Regions from separate parts of the Anser cygnoides genome. Here region 2 is linked to region 1. The links are chromatin contacts, called in public Hi-C maps. All regions are on one chromosome and are shown on one strand. Each heading gives the region's core, a stretch centred on a gene start, on an enhancer-like site or on the middle of the called end of the contact. The rest is flanking DNA. Distances are from core to core; before and after follow the strand shown. Region 1 holds the start of LOC106034146 (transmembrane 4 L6 family member 1-like). Region 2 holds the start of SMCO4 (single-pass membrane protein with coiled-coil domains 4).

Region 1 (4,968 bases), core at 619-3,118:
GGAAGATATTAAGCAGAGTAGGAGTACAGAAATCAATCCAGGTTGGGTTCCCAAGCAAAAAAGCCCAGGCAGAAGGCAGTATGAAGATCTTTGAGACAGCCAGAGACAGACTGAACCCGGCTTTGATGACAGAATGAAGACAGCAAAAAGGTGAGGTAAGGCATGAAGACAGACCTGTGTTCTCAGACCTCTGATTTGAAGGGATTCGGTATATTGCTGCGAGGGCTCTGCAATTGCCAGAGACTTCTGAGTTTGCATTTCTACAGCAAAAAATTGCATTGTTCTCTGTTGCTATGAATTTAATAAGAGCACTCTGCTCATATGCATTATCTTCTGAGTACTTTATAATCACATTATGCATTCTAATCCAGCTTTAAAACAAGTTATCTGGCATTAAACTATTTCAGAAAGGAACGTTTAACTTGGTTTATGGTCATTACCTATTGTTTATATAATGCTCAAAATTGGGCAGGGCATTTTGCAAGCATCTGGAAAAAAGCCCTGACTTAAAAAGATAAAAATCTGACCAGACTGGCAATGTGCAAAGGAAGGATGAAGCAGGGAGGGGATGGAAGGAAAAAAAAAAAAAAAAAAGGTATTTTAACTGTCTTTCTCCAAGCGCCAAATGCATTTGGTATTTTTTATTATGTTGACCTTTGCCTGCTCTCCCGTTTCATTCCCACTTTTGCTTTTCCACTCGTTTGCCCAGCTTCACCTGCTCCCCCCGCAGAGAGGAGCGAACAAGCACGGGCACAGCCTTTTCTCCTCGCGTACAGCTCGGTCTTGTCGGGGAGCTGCACGCTCTCCTCCGCATCTCTCGCACGTAGCTGCAGGGCCTAATTCTCACCTGGAGCTCGGGAGCAGGACGCCGCTTTGGCTGGGAGAGCGCAGGTTTACGCCGGGAAGGATCCGGCCCTGACCTATCTCAACACCAATTCACACTGCAAGGAGAATTCAGGCAACCGTCAATCGCCAGATCTAACGAGAGCCTCCACCACCAAAATCAACGCAGCTCTGTGACCTGTGCACATCACAGAGAGGATCTGGCCGTGTTATTACAGCTTAGGAAAACACTCTGGGTTGCCAGAAGCGCTCAAAATGCTTTATTAATTCAGCAAACAAAAGCACTCTCTGCAGCTTCGTTAGGCGAGGCGCTGAGAGTGAGCTTCTAATTTCAAGCTAGGGCTTTAGAAAGTTTTGTTTTGTAATGCTGAGAGAAGAAATACCACTGCTTACCTTTTATACGGGCCTAAGATGGCCTCCAGGCCCCAGAGCTTCCCACGGCCTGCGTCCAGCTTCCCAGCTCCCCTTTCCTGGAGCGTGGCAGCCCGAGAGAGGCACACCGATGTTTTCGGGTGATGGCCTCTGTTAAACAAATAGTGGTTCCTCTCCAGAGAATGAGGAAATACCCCAACTTGTTGCTGGTTGGCCAGCACGAGGTTTGCGCGCCACCCTGCCCGATCGATTACTTGAGGGCAGCGTTCCAGCGGTCAATGCCTCAGCCCCCCAGGACATGAATTTGGGATCGGTGGAGCCCTCTCCACTGCCAAAACCATTTCGGCTATGTGCAGTTGTAGAGGGGAGGAGAGGCACATGAAGAGGAGCACCCTGTGCTGTGCAGAAAGCGCGGTCAAAGCACAAGGCAGTGGTACAGCAAACTCCATCAGTCGGTGCAGAGTCATCTTCCGCACAGCAGGCTTTTGTTGGTTAAAGTTTGGCTTTGGCTTTGCTCCAAAGCATGCTGCTTTCAGCCCAAAAGGGAGGGTAGGAGTGATAGCTCAAGGGGTGAGAGACAAGGGCAGATAACAATCTCATAGGGGAGTAAGGTGTGGTTTGGGGATTATTCCCACTCTTCACCTCACTGGCTTTCTTCTTTCAGTAACCTCTTCTTGTCTTTGGAGAAAAATTCTCACTGTGAAAGATTGGTCACGTAGGGTGGAATCCATCTCACATGACTGTAGATGTCTGTGAGGCACGTCACACCAGGATGCCTTTATTCCCGGTGAAACATGCACTTTCAAGGGAAAAATTACCCAACCTATTTTAGGAGCTACTGTAGGGTTACAACGAATGCAGGTGTTACAAAGGTGCAGGAATCTCAATGCATATTCAAGCATAGATGATGGTATCTGTGGTCAGATGGATCCCACCCACGAGGACTTACAAGTGTGGCAGGGTGGCTGTAAAAGCACAGGGGCAAAGCCTGAGACTCCAGACCCCAGGTTGCATGTTTAATACCACCAGAATCAGAGGATGCAGGGAAAATTGTCTTCAACCTGACTCATGGTAGTGAAAAACCTTTAAAAAGCCCATAGAGTGATCTCAGGCAAATAAACTTCATTACAGTAAAAATGGCAAAAGTGAGAGAAGCAGCTGAACTACTGAATCCATGCCCCAAACTTCAGCTGGTGTCAGTGGCAACAGCATTTCACCCTGTTTCATGTGGTGGTGCTTCAACTCCATGGAAAAGAAACAAAGAATTAATCAAAAAGGTGAGGTTTGCAAGCAACTCTCAGGTAATCCTTGAAAGGGCAAAGGCACAGAGCCTAATGGCATTTAAAGTCTTCAATTTATAACAATTTAAAGACCGTCATCAGCTTGCACTGACAGCTGGGGCATGTGGAGTGAGACTGCCAGCTTTTGTAAAGAGTTAAGAAGCAAATAAGGAAATTTCATAATGATATTTAAGATGAACCTCCCTGTAAATCTCATATGCTGGTTGCTAGGAGTTTTGATAGACTCCTGTTTTGCACATAATATCTCTAAGATGCCATGTTTTCCATTTTCATCTAGCCAAAAGTCTCCTTTGGGGTCAGCATCCGTGACCTTGATTCAGTTTTTCTTTTATTTTCCCTGGCTCAAAGACCTCTGGGACAGCGTACAAGGTCCATGTCTGCACTTTCTCATCCAAGCTGTGTTCCTATCTCTGTATATTTCTTTACTGACCATTTTTAAATTTCTTCTCTTCACCTTCCAAAGCCTATCTCATCTGATCATTTAGTGTGTAGACTTAATACCTAGACTTAACTGTGTCTGTCTCAAATACCCCTCAGTGCCTTTTGCCACTGAATACTTAATAGTTTTTTCAAGCAAGTGCATAATGAACAGAATCAATATTGTGCCAGTTTTGTGCTTTTTAATTAATCTACAGCAACCTGTTGTCTTTTGTGCTACTACAAAGATTTTAAACTGTTTAGGATGAGTTCAGTGCTTTCATCTGTGTTTGTGCAACAATTTTCACTCCAGGGCTTAACCGATGACTAGAGCTTCTAGCCATTAAAGAAAAATAAAAATGCTGGTAAGCTGTATTAAACACAATTCTATCTTCAGGAATATTTTTAGACTTACAGATTACTGAGTGGGATCTGTATTCAGTCTTTGATGAGAACTGAACCAAATTCTTTCTCAGTCCATCTTGAAATACAGAAATACAGTTCTTGTTCTGCCCTTCTCTGTGATCTCCAAGGGAAAGGAGTTAAAACGCAGGAGAAGGCCCATTTTATGCCTGCTGAAGATCTTTCCACTGGAATGAGAATAGCAGCACAGAACGAAGCAGAGCACAGGAAAGTTGTTTAAATCCCCAAACTGAAAGTTTGTGTTATCTCCAGAGAGCTCGGCTCTTACCTGTGTTTCTGAAGTGATAGACACCCTGGAGAAATGGAAACAAACAGACAGAAACCATAAAATACTTAGAAGAACAGGATTTTGTCTGTGAACTGTTTTGCAGCTAAGCTGAGTGTATACAATTGTGTACATCTATTTTTCCCCCTGCAGTATTGACTTTGAAGGCAACGAAAGCATTTTGTGTTCCACTGATCAATGTCTCCTGATTATATTGACTTGCTGTGCATGAGCTCTGGTCCTCCTTTTATTTCTTTTTAGCCACAAACTCTTTATTAATTTTCCAGTTATGTGTAGTAGCCTGGACACTGAGAGAAGAGACGTAAATATGCAAAACCTCCTGTTCATCGTGCTGGGAATGAAAACAGTTCCAGCCCTGCAATTTCCCAGGGTGGTGCACTGCGTGAGTTAGAAGCTGAAGAATTACAGCCCCGTGCAGGTTTCTGAAGGGCATATCTGACTGCCCACTTTGTCTATTAATAGATGTGTCCCATTTGCAGTGCAATAAACAGAAAATGCCCTATTTGCTGTTGATACTGTGCGTCAAAAAGGATCCAGGCAGTTCTATTGTCATTTATTCGAGTATAAATCTGGAGTGTAAATCTCATAGGTGCACAGTGATGCTCTGCCCAGTTCAATTTATTCCACTTTGGCACCAGGGCACAAACAATCTCTTGTTGCTGTTTCCTATGACATTTTGTTGGTAATGTTTTCTTCCACTGAAGGAAAGGGAGGCTGATTTACCCAAGGAAGAATCACTGTTTACGCTGAATCAAACTGCTAAGAGGCTTTTTCAGAGCCAGGTTTATCAGCTGGGTTTTGCAGATAGCCTGTTCTAGCCCCAGCTGGCCCTCCTGCTCTGGCAGCAGGTACCCCGTCAGCAGGCCTGCCTGTATCCAGGAGTGTCAGGGTGCCCTGTAAAGGTACAAACAGCAAGGTGAAATTGGCAGGACGGGCATTATTCAGGTTTTCCTTTACTCAGTGTATCCCAGACCTGCACAGCCCCAGCTAACACAGAGCCGACCTAGCATGAGTGCAGAGGAAGACGAGCAGGAGCTCCATGCCAAAAGGCTCACATCTTCAATCAGATCAGAGAAAGCTGTAATAAATAACATCAAATAATCGCCTGGTGAAGGTTATGGTGCTTATGATGAGAATATATGAGAGCTTGAAGAGGTGGAATGGTAGTTGATCCAGACCAAGTTTAAAAGAGGCTGTCTGCAATCATGGAGTATATTCACTGCAGGGTACCATCACACACATGCGGTTCCAACACGCAGTGTGTTCTGTTCATGTGCTTCACTGGGACAACAGCTTACATGGGTGGATCTTTCCTTTTTATTTTAC
Region 2 (4,968 bases), core at 715-3,214, 160 kb before region 1:
CAACCCCTGCCGAGCAGGATCACCTAGAGCACACTGCACAGGATGGCATCCGGGCAGGTTTTGGGTATCTCCAGAGGAGGAGGCTCCACAACCTCTCTGGGCACCCTGTGCCATTGCTCTGTCACCCTCACAGTAAAGAAGTGCCCCCTCATATTAAGCCAGAACCTCCCATGCTTCAGTTTGTGCCCGTTACCTCTCACCCTCTCGTGGGGCAAAACAGGGACAGTCCTGTTGGCCTGCAAGCACTGGTCACACCCCAGGAGGGTGTTCTGCTAAGGACTCCCTAGAAACAGGGCTTTCCGACAGCCACTCTGGCAGCCTCTGAAGATGCCCAGAGCTCTGTAAACGGCTCATTTTTACCTCTGTATGTATCAGTGCTGTCCATGCTCTTCTATATCACTCTGCATTTGCAGTCAACAGCTTCGCCAAAACCCTCTTGAGGAGCAGAAGATAACAGTTGTGCGAGTCCCTGCTGGAAAGAGCACTAAAGAAACAGGTAGTTCCTAGAATTCCCTACATTATAAAGGGTATTTGACAACCACACTCCAAATCCCTGTTGGTAAACGTCCCTTTTACATTTCCTGCACATCATGAGGGAAAGTTAAAACTAAAATTGCTATAACAATGAGCTGTTCATTTATCTGACAAAGATGAGCGAAATTTCTAACTACAAAGCTTAAGAACAGTCTAAAACCTGCTTTCTTCTTAACTTCAGTCTAGGAGGTCTGCGTGGTATAAATAGGCCACTAAAGGCAGTTAAAAGAGAGAGAAAAAGTTATTAAAAATGCACTAATTAGAAACTTTTTTTTTTTAATAGGATGTCAGGGAATTTCTGCAAGACTTTTGTTTTATTTAAAGGAGACAATTTCAACAGACCTAAAAATAACACACAATCAGGTTTTCCAAATTGAGAGGATCACGAAAATCCCCAGGAGGCCCCAACACAGCCGGGCACCGCTCGAGCCCACAAAAACCTGACACAAATTTGGGGCAGGACCACGGAATGTAAATCTCCATAACATGACAACATTTATTTTCCCTACCGTCTTAAAAGGTGTGAAGCATAACGGCTTTAGAAACATAGCGGAAAGTAAATTATTTTTTAAGGTACCCAACTGTACAGAGAACCGAAAAAAGCTACAAATTGAACTCACGGCAGCACACGGCAGGGACAACACACGAACAAATGAATTCACTGCGCTTAAGAAAGAGGTAAAAGCAGCATATTTGCATTCAGAACGGATTATCTTATTTTTCTTTCCCCTGGGTCACCTTTTAATGCTTTCCTGAGCTTACTTCCCCCTCGGTCGGCTGCTTAAACACAAGTCTCGGTCCTTCCTCACACACGATCGTCCTCGCGACCGAGGAAGCGAAATTAAAGAAATAGACGCCAGATGAAGAAGTTTCGAGCCTTTTGAGGAGATTTTTTTCCTCATTTCCAAGAGTTATTTTCCTCACGGATCCCCCCTGCAGGGTCGCCGTTCAACACCGGCGGGGCCGGGCCGCCCCCGGCGCCTCACAGCCGGGTCCCTCCTTCCCGGGGCCGGCTCCCTGCTTCCCCTCACTTCAAAACTTTCCGCTTTTAACCACCCTGGAGCACTCGGAGCCCCCCTGGAAGTCCTCGGGAAGCCGGCCGGCCCGGAGCCCCTCAGCTCGGCGACTCCCCCCGGGGGGAGGATCGGAGTGGGCTCCCGGAGCCCCGACCTCTCCCCCCTCAGCGCTCCCTTCCCTTCCCTCCCCTCCTCCCCGGGACAGCCGCGAGTCCTTACTCTGAGCTGCGCCCTCCTGAGAGCAGGGACGGGCGGCCAGAGAGGGGCAGAGTCCGGGCTCCCCGCCGCAACTTCCCCGCTCCGCCACACGTGGGGCTGAGTGAGGCGCGGGGCTGGCGCCGCTCGGCGCAGAGGACGTGGCAGCTCCCTCCTCCTCCTCCTCCTCCTCCCCTCCCTCCCTCCTCGGCCGAGCCGAGCCGAGCCGAGCCGGAGGCTCCTCCCGGCCCCTCTCTGGCGGAATTCGGGGCGCCCTCTGCCGCCCGCCGAGGGTCCCGCTGCCCCCCCCAGCTTCGCCCCGCTCCCCTCAGGGCGCCCCTGAGGCGAGCCCTGAGGTGAGGGCGGGAAGCTGAGGGGCCGGGAGGCCGCCGCCTCAGCGCTGCCTTCCCCGGGGGGGCACCGGCCAGGGGAGCCCTTCGGCGGCTTTTCTCGGTAGAAGAGGGTGAAGGGACCCCCACTGGTCCCCCACCGGACCCCTGATCCCCCACTGGTCCCCCATCAGCCCCCCACCGGCCCCCCGCTGTGTCTGGTCATACGGGACAGGTGCACGGCAGCCGGCTGGAAAGGCCGGCGCAAAATCATCGTCTGTTCCTGAGGAGATCTCTCTCTCTGGTGTTGCAGTAAAAGGCTTATCACAAGTGCGTTTGTCTGTTCATTAAATAAGGGAGTGCGAAAAGAGGTGGAATTAGAGTGGAGATTACTGACATTACTTTCTTGCATAGCATTGGGAGGGAAGCGCTTGTTACCAACTCCGAAATGATCGTCCCAAACACACATAGAGAGATGCCCCATGTCCTCCAAGTGAATGGGGACAGTGGGAGTGTGAATTCACTGAGAAACCCTATTGCACCCACCCCAAGCTGCTGCCTGCACCAGCAGGACCCCAAACATCTGTAGCTGCTGCATGGTCTTCATGGCTTAGGCTGGCTCCGCCGCGGAGATGCTCTCCTTTCTCACCGAGAAGAAGAAATCCCTTGCTGTGTTCCTGAAGAGACAGTAGCTGCAACTGGTAGGCGATAAAAGATCTCGGGCATCTGTTTGCATTTTCCCCTTTGCCGGGTTGCGTTTTGAAAATAGGAGACATCACCTGGGCTCCGTGGTATCCGAATGCCTGGCATGGAGGTTTACACTGAAAAGGTCAGTCGGGAGGGATCTCCCCCTTCTCCCAGGTTAATAACAGCTACAAAGCTGCTCCCGAGCTTAATGGTGTCATCCTTCTCCTAATGCTTTTCTCAGAGTTCAAAATGTTTCCTGCAAGAGCATTCTCATCAGGCACCTTCATGTAACCTTAATATACCTTCTAATTGAGTGATATTGGAGTGTCATGTTGTTACTTCCTATTGCACTTCTTTCTGCTGAAAACATCCATTTCTTCCAGTTGTGGGCAGATTTTTTAATCTCGAGGTGTACTGCCAATTTGAGATTAGAATCTGACTTTGAAGTTGTAAGGAAGTGCTGTTCCTGATGTTCAAATAACACTGAACTGCTTAGGGCTAAAGCAGAGAAGAAATAAAATTGTGTTTTTCTAAAACATCTCTCACACTGTGGTTATCTCAAAGGGCTTTATGAAGTAATGTCAAGTAAAGCAAAGCACCTTTAAGCAAAGCAGCAGTTCTGTGCACAAATGTACCTTCGGACATAGAATTTTTTTGGCCAAGACACTAAAGTTATCCATAATCATTTAATAGGGCTATTATGTATGTTTAATGATCACCTGCAATGGCATGAGAAATGTCCTATAGTGGTCATCACTTAAAACCATTAAGGAAGGATGAAGTGTGCATATATCGAATTCATCCTTGGACTGATTGGACTGTGTAACAACATGCAGTTCAGTCACATTAGGATTACAGTGTACGTGTGAATTTTTCCTGCATACTCCAGTAAAGCTATTACCCTTATAAAGGACATAATGTGTTGGCTATTAAGTTATGCATGTATGCTGAAGTACCTGAACAACAAACTACACCTGAACTTGTTGCAGGGAGAGATCTGACCCGCGCTGGGTGGCAGGCAGGTAATTGCTACTGTAATCATTCTAGCTTCAGGACTACTCTGTAACAACAGGACATTGCCATTTAGGAAACAGTTTCATTTCTAACCTTTAAGCAGAAGGATGTATGTGGACCATATAGGATTTTCCAATCTGCATCTGTCCACAATAGATATGATTAAGTGCATTTTTGTTTAGCTATTGATTTATTCACCTGGCTTCCTCAAATGTCAGATATATGTATGGTTTTTTGTCCAAGAAAAATAGGGTTGTTTGGAGTATTGATTGCAGCAGCGGAGTCTGCGGTACAGCTCAGTAGAAGGTTTGGTTCACATTTTAAGACATTGCACTGTTCTTTAATAAACCTGCAACTCCTTTGGATGTAGATGTAAAATCTGCTGCCAGGATTATATTGTAATCTTTATTACTTTATTTTTAATCTAGGAAAAAAAAAAAAGTCTTTTCAGATTGTTTTGAATTATCAGTGTGCAGTAATCCTCCCTTAAACCTGCTTAGACTTTATAGATTTTATATGCAGTAGCATAAAAGGATGGGAAATGTTATTATTAAATTCAGATTTTTTTTTCTTTTTTGGTATTATACCTCTGTGATGGTAGCAGCTTAGTCTTTTAATATGCACATATGCTTTTAAAAATCTGTGTGTATGGAGAGAAAGAGAAAAAATCACACATAAACAGTAATCAAATTGCAATGACTCCTGTAGTAGTTACAAGTTCAAATACAAACTACAATTTTATGGGTGCACTATAAACACTACAAGAGACTTTTCATGGAGAATCTTTTCCTTTTCAGAGACCTTACAGTGGCAAAACCTTCCAGATAACATCTTTTCCAGCTAAGAAACAGATGTGGGTTGTCTAGACTCTGGATTTTATTTTTACCGACTACAGCAGTTCTGAAGTTCTTTTTCTCCAAAGGGTGAGGGAGCAAGAGCAAAACCACCCCACCTCTAGGCAGTTCCACCTCTGGGTTCTGCTGGTGTCTTTACCTTTCAAATTATTTCAAAAAGTCCTTTACCTTTCTTTGAATTCTTTCTGGTTCCACACTTTCTGCAGGTTGACTCTGGACTCTTGTTTTCTTTACTCCGTTCATACCATACTCCTGTGGGATGCTCCCTGAAGCACATCATCAGAGTCTTCATTCTCTTATGTTAAACACATTCTATCTCTAAGCATCCAGGAGACCTCC

The links. A called contact is a pair of places that touch in the nucleus more often than the background predicts.
Region 2: a Hi-C map of liver shows a contact between it and region 1, with 4 times the contacts expected there. The contact joins the promoter of SMCO4 here to the promoter of LOC106034146 in region 1. A contact is called at or near these places in 2 of 7 Hi-C or Micro-C datasets (both in liver).

The regions. Positions count from the first base shown.
Region 1 is chr1:200,919,348-200,924,315 of Taihu_goose_T2T_genome, reverse strand. It overlaps LOC106034146 (transmembrane 4 L6 family member 1-like), which reads right to left and starts at 1,868. Exons shown (of 6, transcript XM_048076519.2): 1 at 1,237-1,868.
Region 2 is chr1:201,083,610-201,088,577 of Taihu_goose_T2T_genome, reverse strand. SMCO4 (single-pass membrane protein with coiled-coil domains 4) reads right to left here and starts at 1,964. Exons shown (of 2, transcript XM_048076504.2): 1 at 1,770-1,964.